Regions from separate parts of the Mus musculus genome. Here regions 2 and 3 are each linked to region 1. A link is a contact called in public Hi-C and HiChIP or PLAC-seq data. All regions are on one chromosome and are shown on one strand. The core of a region is the stretch at or near the end of the contact, and the rest is flanking DNA. Distances in the headings are between cores, read along the strand shown.

Region 1 (3,989 bases), core at 663-3,162:
TGCACCATCACTTCTCTCCCACTGTCTGTGAACAATGAGGAATCATCACCCAGAGGCTCTTGTGTGCCTACAGACTTAACTCACTTTCTGAGATCTCAGTGGGAACAGCCAAAACAGCAAGCGCAGAGGACACACCACACTCACCCTCTTCTGACTGGGCAGCATTGCCCAGAGAATCCCAAACACTCATTATATTTTAGGTTAAGGGAATTGGATTTTTTTTTTTTGAGGCAGGGTCTCACTGGGAATTTGATGTTTAATGGAAAATATTTCATATTCTCTTCAATGAATCTAATAATCTTTAAATTTTTGCCATTTTTCTAGTGAAGGCCTGTATGTTATCCAGTATGCTGGGAAAATGATGCAACTTCTCTAAACTCAGCCTGTGCCTACTTTGTTTCTTTCACCAACAGATGTTTTCAATGAGCGAGACAATTGTCCATATGTCTACAACACTGACCAGAGAGATACGGATGGTGATGGCGTGGGTGACCACTGTGACAATTGTCCTCTGATGCACAACCCAGATCAGGTGATGAGATGTGTCCAAACAGGGCTCTGTGATCCCCAGCTGTTGCCTGGAGATGAGCCTTGAGGGTGACCCATATCCAGAGCAGGGTGTTCCTCATCCTTAAACAGCTTGATAAAGGTGCTCCGGTGTGGTTCTCTTCTGCCCTGCCAAGCATGACAACATAGCTTGCTATAAGCTCAGTTGAAACATCTTACAGAGACCAAATCTAAGCACTTTATATCTAGGTGGCCCCAGGCCAAGGGAGGAAGTGACTTTCCCACACTGTCTGGGGGAAAATTAGTCTCCATGGTTATCCAGAGGCAAACCCAGAACTAGCTACATTTCCAGGCTTGCCTTTGAAAGGGACCTGAAGAGTGTGACTAGGACTATGGTCTGCAGAGTATACAGTAATGGTAGAGAAAGTGGTTCCTATGATACCTGAGTGGTAGTTAGCAATAAGAAGTCCCCTATGAGATGGGGCACTGGCTGGGAAAGCCTGCACCCAGAAGCCTCCAATCCAAGCTCTCTTCTGTGAGGACAGCAAGTGAGCCATCATACCCCATTTTTGTACCTTATCCCCCAGTGCTGGCCTGTACCAAGAGCGGGTGTGTCTCTAGTCTAGTCCCCGAGTCTTCCTGTGCTTCCTCAGGGAGTATTCATGGTGCTCACTTGCTGCTCTGTCCCCCAGATCGATCAGGACAATGATCTCGTTGGAGACCAGTGTGACAACAATGAGGACATAGATGATGACGGCCACCAGAACAACCAAGACAACTGCCCATACATCTCCAACTCCAACCAGGCTGACCATGACAACGACGGCAAGGGCGATGCCTGCGACTCTGATGATGACAATGATGGTGTTCCAGATGACAGGGACAACTGTCGGCTTGTGTTCAACCCAGACCAGGAAGACTCGGACGGTGGGTGCCTTCTTCAGTTCACATGTGCCTTGCAAACCGCACGAGCAGTCCCACAGAGGCAGAACTCCGGTTTGGAAGTTCAAAAATAAGCAGGATGGCTATCTAAGGGTGTTGGGCACAGGGTTGGCTGGTTGTCTGTCTAGCCTGCTGGAAGCTTCAGCTTCTTCATGTGTGTTTAATATTCTACCAATGAGAGAGGTGAGGTTTGTTTGTGAGTGCCAGGAAGAGGAAACCTTTCAGCTTCTGGGTACTTTTGAAAACCTTTGGCAAACACTTTGAAAGAGATAAGGTTCACTGAATGCAGCCAGTGACATGATGGGGAGAGGATTCATAAATAGGGAAGGTGCGACATGGAAGGTCTTGCACATCAGTGGTCTGTAGCTGTGCAGGGGCTGGAGGATGTCACACTCCAGGAAGACCGCAGTCCTGAATAACAAAGTGCACAGCTGCGCTTGCTGATAGGCTGGTCTCTAACTCCCTCCCAATGGGCAGGATGATCCAAGCTCCCTTTGGAACACACTTATCCTGAACAAATGGAGGCCAGGAGTCCTGGGGTGTTGAGCCAATGTGACTCAGAAGCACGTGAAAAGACTGGCCAGGGACCAAGGGCAGCTGCAGCATTCTCCCAGCACAGGAAAGAATGCTTTCAGCAGAGAGCCCCCAGCTTGATGCAGACACTGGTGCAGACAGTGGGAGGTGGCCTTTGGCTCACCTAGGAAGGGGACTGGGAAGAAGAGGCGAGGGGTATTTTTATTACTTTTAAGATGCTGTTGCTGAGGCTGGGGAATAGATTAATTGGTAAAGCACTTGCCTAGTGTGAAAACTCAGCACTACATAGACAAGGCATAGCGATGCGTGCCTATACTCGGGAGGGAGAAGCAAGAGGACCATTAAAAAATCATCCTTGGCTCCATATTGCCAGTTTGAGATGAGCCTGTGCTGAGGTCCTGTCTCAATAAAAGAAAATGCCTGTACATCTAATTATGTTTCCCACAGTGGGGAGGCTACAGTATTGAATACCAGAACTGAAAATTGGTTTGAAGAATGGGGAAATCAAGATATCAATCTAGATACCAAATATGGTTTCTTTTCTTCCTTTTGAAATAAGAGGTCATAGCAGAGTGCCTGGTTAACTCCATCGCCTCTGCCTTGGGGCATCTCACTGTGGCCGAGGACAGGTCAGCTGTAAGATAAGGCATGACCTAGCCCCCTTTGCAGACCAACCTCATTGGGTCTGATCTCCCTAGGGGAAGTCATGTGTGCTGGAAAGGTTCTACTTTAAGTGCCAAATAAATTAAAATGGCTCCAGTTACTGAGAATGACAGTGAGAAGTGAGCTTAGAGAGACATTAGCAGCAGCCAACTCTCTGTTTTCAACTTTGAATGTAGGGAACAGAGCTTGGGCTTATCGCACTATCCTTGGCTGTAGTGTTTGCAGTGAGGATGTTTTTTAAAAGCATCCCTGGGATGCCTTATAGCTTTACAAGCTCAGTGTTTTGGAAGCAGTTGACCCTCAAACCACAATTAATTACAAGGTGCATAGCCTCAAATCTTACAGACTCAGAGGTCTCTGTTTATACACATGAAGGGAAATGCAAACCACCTAACTTGTCCCCCTTGGGTTCATTTCTTCCTTATCCATAGGTGACGGCCGAGGTGACATTTGTAAAGATGACTTTGACAATGATAATGTCCCAGATATTGATGATGTGTGCCCTGAGAACAATGCCATCACTGAGACAGACTTCAGAAACTTCCAGATGGTCCCTCTGGATCCCAAGGGGACCACACAAATTGATCCCAACTGGGTAATTCGTCACCAAGGCAAAGAGCTGGTGCAGACAGCAAACTCAGACCCTGGCATCGCTGTAGGTGAGCCTGAGATCCTGTGGGTAGTTCAGAGAGACCATGTGGTCAGGATTTAGGATAATTTTTCTGGTAGCCTTACCCTTCCTTGGTATGTGGAATAGTCTCCCTTCATAATCTGGTTAAGGGCTCTGGGAAAGCACAGGTTTGCAACTCTCTGACCTATGGAATTTGGTGTTCAGTAAGCCAGCTCATGTTATGGACTCTCTGAAACAATACATGAGACACTGGAGCTTCTGTCACAAAACTGTCAGCTGGGTCACAAGTCCTTTTGCTGCTCTCTCAGCGAAGAGCAGAGGTTATCTAAGCTAATCTAAGCTCTTCAGATCCACGTTTCTGTGAGATGGACTTCTGAAGTTCCCAATGTGCTTTTCTCTGGGCCACCAGACCATCCATGTTTTCTCTGCACTCAGGTTTCGACGAGTTTGGGTCTGTGGACTTCAGTGGCACTTTCTATGTCAACACTGACCGGGATGATGACTACGCTGGCTTTGTCTTTGGCTATCAGTCAAGCAGCCGCTTCTATGTGGTGATGTGGAAGCAGGTGACCCAGACCTACTGGGAAGACAAGCCCAGTCGGGCTTACGGCTACTCTGGTGTGTCACTCAAAGTGGTAAACTCCACGACTGGTACTGGCGAGCACCTGAGGAATGCCCTGTGGCACACGGGAAACACAGAAGGCCAGGTGAG
Region 2 (3,701 bases), core at 645-3,144, 150 kb before region 1:
CCACCGGAGTTGACAAGACTCTCTCCAAGATCCAAATGCCATCTAACAAAACCCAGCACTATGCATTGGGCGGGGTTGTCTAATATTCCCAAAACATTACAGGTCATTGCTATTGGCCTTGGTTGTGCCAGGTGTTGAAGAAAGACAGCATGTATTTCAGACAGAGGACCTAGAAGTCTCTAATATAGAACTGACCTGAAAGCCTCTTTCCTGAGGACTAGGTCTCATGATACTGGGGGGAAGAAGGTAATGCAAGCTTCCAAAGGAGGGAGGCTACCAACAGTCTGACCCAGCTATGATGATTATGAATCACGATGGTGACCAGCATGGCACGATAACCCTAAGGGTGAAGTAGGCATGGACATCTTGTCAGTGGCCAACAGAAGACCTGTTCAACAAGAGAAAAACTATGCCTTGTACTGGAAGCTACCAGGGCTATTGAATTCATGGCTCTTGGAGAACCTATGGCTTTCATTTTACTAAACCAGTATAATCTCTCACTACCTTCTAAATCTTATTCCTTATGCCCACCAATAAGTGTAGTCCTTACTCCTCTTCAAGGAAACTCTTCTTTGCAACAGAGACAATATAGAAAACCACAACCAATCAAAAATGTTGAGTGGTAGGACCAGTCACAATGGATGCATGTACAAAGTATCTCCCACAACTAAGGCTCAGGGACCATTGCAGAAGGATCGTGGTGATAGTAGTGGTGTGTGATGGTGAGTGGTGGTGGTAATGGTGAAGGGAGAGAAGAAAGAGGAGGGGGAGGAGAAGGAGGAGGAGAAAAGGTGTGGGTTAAAAATGGTGTCCCACATGTGCTCGGGGCTTGGGTTGCTGGGCAAGGTGGGATATGGGAAGTTTGAAATGGAAAGAGGGGTCACTCACAGAGGGATAAATACAGAAGGAGAGTAAAATAACATCTCTGGAAAAAGTCTTAAGGAATCTATTACTACTACTATTATGCATATACCTGTATTTTTAAAGTCCTCGCCTTCATCACATGTAAGTTTTGTTTGATTTGCTGCTGCAGATGCATTGTTGGCTAGTTTTATATCAACTCTACACAAGTTGGAGTCACTTGGGAAGGAGGAACCTCAATTGAGAAAATGCCCCCACCAGCCTGGCCTGTGGTGCGTCTTCTTGATCGATGATTGATGTTGGAGGATTCAGATCACTGTGGGCAGCACCACTCCTGGGCTGGTAGTCCTGACTGCTATCATGAAACTGAGTAAACCAGGAGTGTCAATCCAGAAAGCAGCACTCCATGTCCTCTGCATCAGCTACTGCCTCCAGATTCTTGTCCTGGCTTCATCCAATGATGTATCATGAAGTAGAAGTGGAAACAAAATAAAGTCCCTTCTCCCCTAGTTGCTTATGATCATGGTGTTTCACAGCAATAAGAACCCTAACTAAGACAGACAGATATTGTTGACTCCTGTCAAAGGCTGAAAGAAATGGGTAGGCCTTTTGCTTTAATTGATTAGGTAGGTAGAAAAGTATGTTTGTTTTTTGCTTTGTTAAAGTTTGCCACTTGGTATTAAAATAAAAAACATACATAATGTTACATTATACATCATCTTAACATGCATTTATCTCCTGTAGCCACCAGTGGCCACAGGTTACTGGGTTCCTGAAAGGAGAGTTGGGGTTGAATGGGAAAGGCAGCAAGAGAAATAAAGAGCCAAGACAGAGTTCTCTGATCTAGACCCAATGTTTATGTAAGAGTCTGAGCTTATAAAGGGGAGGAGGACACATCCCCCACTACACCAGGATCTCTTGGTCCCTTTGTCAGGATGAGTCAGGAAAACAAGCTCAGCTGCTCAGCAGGTAGCTTCTCACAGGAAGCTGCAGATGTGGCAGACAAAAGACTTTACCAAGGTCAGAAGACTCCGCCCTAGGTGAGCAACTGTGGCAAACAAGGTTTGAGCCAACCTGCTTAAGGCTGGGGGCGGGCACAGTCTCCTATGTTACCACCCCTTTGGCATTCAACCATTTGCACCAGCTCTGACATCACTTTATGGTGGACATCCCAAATTCAGATGCTCATGTGAGCACCTGAGGTCACAGGAGCGCCATGCTGTCCCTGAGCTTCTAGCCATTCTACAGGCCACGCACACTGGAAGACCCCAAATGTGGGGCTTCAAGAAACCTCTCTGCACTCACCAAGAAGCAGTACAAGTAGCCAGAGCTTCCTGAGAATCTCCCCTCAGAGCGCAGGAGTGGTGGTGAGAGCAGACGCATCAGCAGCAGTCAGGGCTGGTAACACAGAACCTTGCACATGTTGCTGTCATCCCAGTGCGCCATTCTGCATTATATTAAGCCATGCTCAATGCTGGCCATGTCTGTGGTCTCTGATCATCACATTCTCAAGCCTGTGAGAACACAGCACTGCTCCTGAGGCATGTTCAAGTTCCTGCTAAAGACTTGGCCAACGGTAACACTGCCCTTGATTTGTTAATTTTTCATTTTGTGTTTCCTGATAGCTGATATTTGGCTTCCTCCTCAGAAACTGTACACAGGACACTTTGTGTCTGATGGGGAGACGTGCCCTCTTCAGGCAGCACCTACTCCATTCCAAACAAACATTCTTGGCAATGACAAGCAGTGTTTTGATCATCATAATCTGAGGTGTAAAAATCAAAAAGCACGCCTTGTAAGTCAGTTTACTTCCACAACTCTCTATGCACTACAGATGATGGTAAAATAATGTGTTAGTGATTCAGAGCTGCAAGCTGTGAGTTTATTAGAGTTGGTAACAAAGGGGACAAAGTATTTCCTAAACACAGTGCCACTCACAGTCCTGCCTGCTCTTCCTGTCCCCTTGTCAGCCTCTTCTCTACAGATTTTAGCAATTCCTTCCTTGGGATTCAGGTCACTCTCCAGGCTTTTGACAGAGGTGCTTCTGTACCTAAGGGGTGTGTGTGTGTGTGTGTGTGTGTGTGTGTGTGTGTACATGTCTACACACCATTTACAGTGGGATCTCACTCAGATCCCTTTTGGGAGATGGGAGAATTGGATTATGCCTGGAATATTTTGCTTTGTTTGTTTGTTTGTTTTTAAAGGAGACCCAAGGCAGTATTCTGAAAGCTTCAGTAGGTGGTGGCATGGCATGCTGGGTGCTCCTTTGGCTTTCTCTCCTTGCACTGATAATGTTGTATTGGCCACCAGTTGATGACAGTTGCTTCTGAACTTACATGGATATGTGGTGAGGAGACTCTCTTCTTCTGATCACCAACAGCAAGTATAGGCCTGCTTAACCTGGTCAGCCAGCTAAAAATGGATAGAGAAATCTTGACTAAAGGAACCGGGTATGAAAGCCATTGCTGTTTCCACTGAGACTTGCAGAGTGGTAGCTTCAGATGTAGCCTACATCCTTCTCACAGCCTATGGAGCCTCCACTCTCTTCAGCTTCCTGCTGCTTGGGCTCAGTGATGGCTTGCCTCCTCCTGACCCTGACGCCACTTTCTGTTTTCACATACATATGTGAGAACACACATGGCAAGAGACCCGAGAACATGGTGAGTTTACACACACATACACATGTGCAGGTGCCCACAGCATGTGTTAGGAGACCATGTGTCCAGGAAAATCTGTGGTGGCTATGAGCACTCACTGTTGGGTTCCATGCTCTTCCAGATCAACACTGGGTCAGAAGTAGGATGGCCACGTCATGAGCCACTGTAGCTTGCCAAGCTTCA
Region 3 (3,703 bases), core at 870-3,369, 230 kb before region 1:
TAAAGAAAGCAGACTCTCCCTCTCCCAGCTGGTTTGAGCTTGCACAAGTCTTACTCATGCTGCCAGAACTGCTGTGTGTTTATATGCCAACTGCCCTGCTGTATCTGGAAAAGAGTTTTCTTGCTCTGCCATCTCTGGCCCTTTCAGCCTCTGTTTCTTCTCCTGAGCCCTGGGAGGGAGTGCTCTAGCTGGATGTCAATGTCCCATTCAGATTGAGCACTTCAGTCTCTTACTATGTTTGCATCTTCACCAGTGGTAGGTCTCTGTGTTAATCACCGCCTGCTGAGGACGGCAGTGAATGTGCTGAAGGCTGAGAGGCGCACTAATCCATGGCTATGAGGTTAAGTCATCGGGAGTCAGTATCACACTGTGGCTGTTCAGCAGAGCACTAGGACAATGCTCCCCCTATGTCTACTAGCCACAGGTTCTTAGCCTGATGTTGGTGCCTAGTATGGGTTTCAATTTGTGGATGGGCCTTAAATCCAATCAGAATATAGTTTATCACTATTATATTCACACCATTATTACAATAGCCGTGTCCTGTCAGGCTGATGGCAGCATTCAGAGTTTGCAGCCAGGTATGACTTATGATAACTTCTCTGTGGTAGAATGCACAGCACCGCCCAGTACTATGGAAGCCAGCCAGAAGGGATGAAGCCTCAGGTTCTAACCAGCTTCATTTCTTTATAGTCTGTGACCCAAGCATGTGTGTTTCTATCAATAGGGTCTTACCGTCAGTCTCTGGATGGTAGCCAATAACATTGGCAATGGCCTGTAATATTCGGAGTTCTGTGGGACCCCAGTGGCCAGTAAGTCCAAAAGTGGTAATCATTCTGGACTCTGGGCTTTTCATTTGTTAGCCTATGGTATCTAGGAGGGGTTTGCCACCCCATTATAGAGTAACTCCATTTAAATTCTTCTTATATATGTAGTATACATTTTAAGTATACTTACTTTTACAGTGGTAGGCTTCCATGTGACTTTTTCAAAAGTTCTTCAGTGTTAGTCACCCCTCATGTTCCGTCCTCTACTCTTTGTTCCCAGCCTCTACCCCATTTAACCTTCCCTTTCCCATTACTGGCCGTCACCTCTTTATACCATCCCCCCTCTCTCTTTTTGTTTTGTTTTTCGAGACAGGGTTTCTCTGTATAGCCCTGGCTGTCCTGGAATTCACACTGTAGACTAGGCTGGTCTTGAACTCAGAAATCTGCCTGCCTCTGCCTCCCAAGTGCTGGGATTAAAGGCGTGCGCCACCACTGCCCGGCTCTTTATACCATTCCATTTGCTCTTTGCTCCCTTGAAAGCCCCACCCCAGGGTCCCTTACTAATTTTCTGAATTCCATAGGAATTCCAGATGAAACACACATATCGGAAGACTCAAAGATAACACCTATGGATTTGAGAAAACATGCAAAGTTGGTGTTTCTGAGTCTGGGTTACTACTCTCAGGATGGTTGTTTCCACCCATATCCGTTTACCTGGGGATTTCATAATTGTGCTTTTCTTAAGGGCTGAATAGCGTAGGAAATAAATATCCTATGTCTTCATTGTACATAGATGAGTTGATAGACACACAGGCTGTTTCCATATTCTGACTGTTGTGACTAGAGCCAATTGTGAACATGGAGGAGCAACCGTCTCTACAGTAGGATATAGAGTCCTTTGGGTATGCAGTGCTAGAGCTGGATCATGTGATAGTCTTTTTCCAGCTGTTTGACCAGCTTCCACACAGATTTTCACAGTGCTCCACGTTGTGTTCCCACAGTAGTGAGTAAATGTTTTTTTGCACATTTGAGAGGTCCTTTGTTCTTTTGTGGAAAATGCCAGAACTTGACACAAGAGGGCAGCAAAGGCATTTGGCATAATTTTTCTGCTTGGTAACTTTTTGCTGTTTTGAGGTCCCATTTCAGAGTGGCATTCTACTTACAGTACTTTCTGGCTTTCCAGTTCTATTTTGGTGGCTTTCTGGCCAGTGTGCTCTGGTGATACTGATTCACTGAATGCCCTTTCAATTGCAGTGTGCAAGTTCCCGTGCAGAGAGCAGCCTGGGTGGGAGGTTCCTGTTAGATTCTTGTCAAAGTTGTGGTTCCTTACGCTGCAGAGTGTACCACAGGGCACCTTGGGGTGGAATGTGATGGTTCAGCGTGTCTCGGGTCACTGGTGTTCTCCGTTTGCCTGACACTGTGCAGCCTCCAGTTCTCCTGTCTACCTGTTTCCATTGGCTCGCCCAGGAGAGAGCCCATGATGCTGTCTCCAAGTGTCTGCTTCCATGAATCCTTGGGCTCTTGGGTCTCTCGGAAACTCAGGTAGCTGTGGTTTCAAGTTTGCTTTATAGAGACTGTAAGGGCAAAGGTGAGATTAGGAGACAGCACGTTCCTTGTCAGAAGGAGATTGAGGAGTAGGGACCGCATAGCTGAAGGTCAGTCCCACCTGCCTGTGGGCTCCCTAGCAGGCGGTATGCTAGCACCTGTATAAGCCAGCATCCAAAGCAGCCATTGGCCAGAGCAGATGATCAGAGCATGTCCAAGCATCCTTAGTGAGTTCTCCTGTTTTCTCCCTTTGAAACTAAAAGAAAAGGCTTATTTATACTGATAGATCATCACAGGGTCCCGAGATCTCTGTACGATCTTTTAGAACACTGCTTGTTATACTGTGGTATTAGAACTTCCTCTGATCTGGGCACATGAAGTCAGAACTTTAAGAAATGTGAGATCTTAGAGAGGCCTCCTCTCCAACCCTCATCAGTAGGCCTTTATGTACGGAGAATCTTTTATAAGCACTACCTGTCAATAAAAGAGCTAATGGCCAGTGAGCTGAGGCAAGAAATAGGAGGCAGAGCACAGCAGGAAGAGAGAGGATCCTGGGAAATAGTAAGACAGATATAAACCAGCAGGTAAATGAACTCAGGGAAATGCCGAGAGATGCTGAGGAGACACAAAGGAAGAAGCAGGCTGGGACCAAAGGGGTTGGGGTAACTAGCTAAATGGTAGACAGAATAGTTTAAATGGTTAAATATGTTATGAGCTAGTCAGGAAATAAGCCAAAGCTTATGGCCTAGGATTTCATAATAAATAATTAGTTTCAGATTCACCATTCCAGGAGCAGGGGCAAGGAAAGAAGAAAAACCTGAATTTTCTTTTTAAAACACCTTTAATGCAAGGTTATCTGATGATGTGATTGGTCTTTTAGCCTGGCAGCAAGAAACTGCTTCCCTTATTCCTTGAGAAGCAGCAGCTCTGGCCTGTTCTTATACAGACAGACATTCTACTTGGTTTCCCTTTTTCCTGAATACCCAGGTCATGATGGAGCTGTGAGCACTATCTGCTGGAGCCATGACAAGAGGTGGCTGCTGTCTACAGGCCGAGACCGGACACTGAGGGTGTGGTCAGTTCACAGGACAGAACTCATGCTGCTTTTGGTAATGTGTACGTGAGCACCTGTGCCATGGTGGTCAGTGACATCAGACAAAGTTCTTAGTGACCCTGAGCTATAGATGGTAACAGCTGTCAGCCCTCTTTAGGGGAGACCAGCAATAGATCCAGACTGCTTAGTGACCCTGAGCTATGGACTGTCACAGCTGGCAGTCTCTCTTTGGGGAACACCAACAACAGATATAATGAGGATCTGTTTTACTACAGTGGATACACAGTGGTGGGTCAGTTTCTTATTCACATATGAAGTACATGCATATTTAACACGTAGT

Evidence for each region. Hi-C and Micro-C count contacts between places; a contact is called where the count stands out from the background. HiChIP or PLAC-seq counts read pairs in DNA pulled down with a chosen protein or histone mark.
Region 2: an H3K27ac HiChIP or PLAC-seq map of epiblast stem cells shows a contact between it and region 1, with 2.6 times the contacts expected there. The contact joins two enhancer-like sites. A contact is called at or near these places in 1 of 115 datasets of contacts at active chromatin or transcription factors (epiblast stem cells) and 1 of 9 other capture datasets (embryonic stem cells).
Region 3: a Hi-C map of the C2C12 cell line shows a contact between it and region 1, with 2.3 times the contacts expected there. The contact joins two enhancer-like sites. A contact is called at or near these places in 1 of 15 datasets of contacts at CTCF or cohesin (the NIH/3T3 cell line), 11 of 484 Hi-C or Micro-C datasets (the C2C12 cell line, the NIH/3T3 cell line, the P5424 cell line and 6 more), 2 of 115 datasets of contacts at active chromatin or transcription factors (VIP interneurons and embryonic stem cells) and 2 of 9 other capture datasets (adipose tissue and embryonic stem cells).

Annotation. Positions count from the first base shown.
Region 1 is chr17:14,670,589-14,674,577 of GRCm38.p6, reverse strand. Thbs2 (thrombospondin 2) reads left to right here. Exons shown (of 22, transcript NM_011581.3): 16 at 414-532; 17 at 1,200-1,434; 18 at 3,078-3,305; 19 at 3,713-3,984. Among named protein-coding and RNA genes, the nearest start is that of Thbs2, 22 kb to the left of the region's middle. Within about 2 kb of position 1,912, at least 56 of the 459 cell types and tissues checked have an H3K27ac peak or open chromatin away from gene starts, as enhancers often do. A contact at or near this core is called in the C2C12 cell line and epiblast stem cells, where this site is marked.
Region 2 is chr17:14,816,339-14,820,039 of GRCm38.p6, reverse strand. Wdr27 (WD repeat domain 27) reads left to right here. Exons shown (of 25, transcript NM_175173.3): 25 at 1,034-1,368. Among named protein-coding and RNA genes, the nearest start is that of Gm23352, 26 kb to the right of the region's middle. Within about 2 kb of position 1,894, at least 20 of the 459 cell types and tissues checked have an H3K27ac peak or open chromatin away from gene starts, as enhancers often do. A contact at or near this core is called in epiblast stem cells, where this site is marked.
Region 3 is chr17:14,903,152-14,906,854 of GRCm38.p6, reverse strand. Wdr27 (WD repeat domain 27) reads left to right here. Exons shown (of 25, transcript NM_175173.3): 18 at 3,297-3,418. Among named protein-coding and RNA genes, the nearest start is that of Wdr27, 38 kb to the left of the region's middle. Within about 2 kb of position 2,119, at least 30 of the 459 cell types and tissues checked have an H3K27ac peak or open chromatin away from gene starts, as enhancers often do. A contact at or near this core is called in the C2C12 cell line, where this site is marked.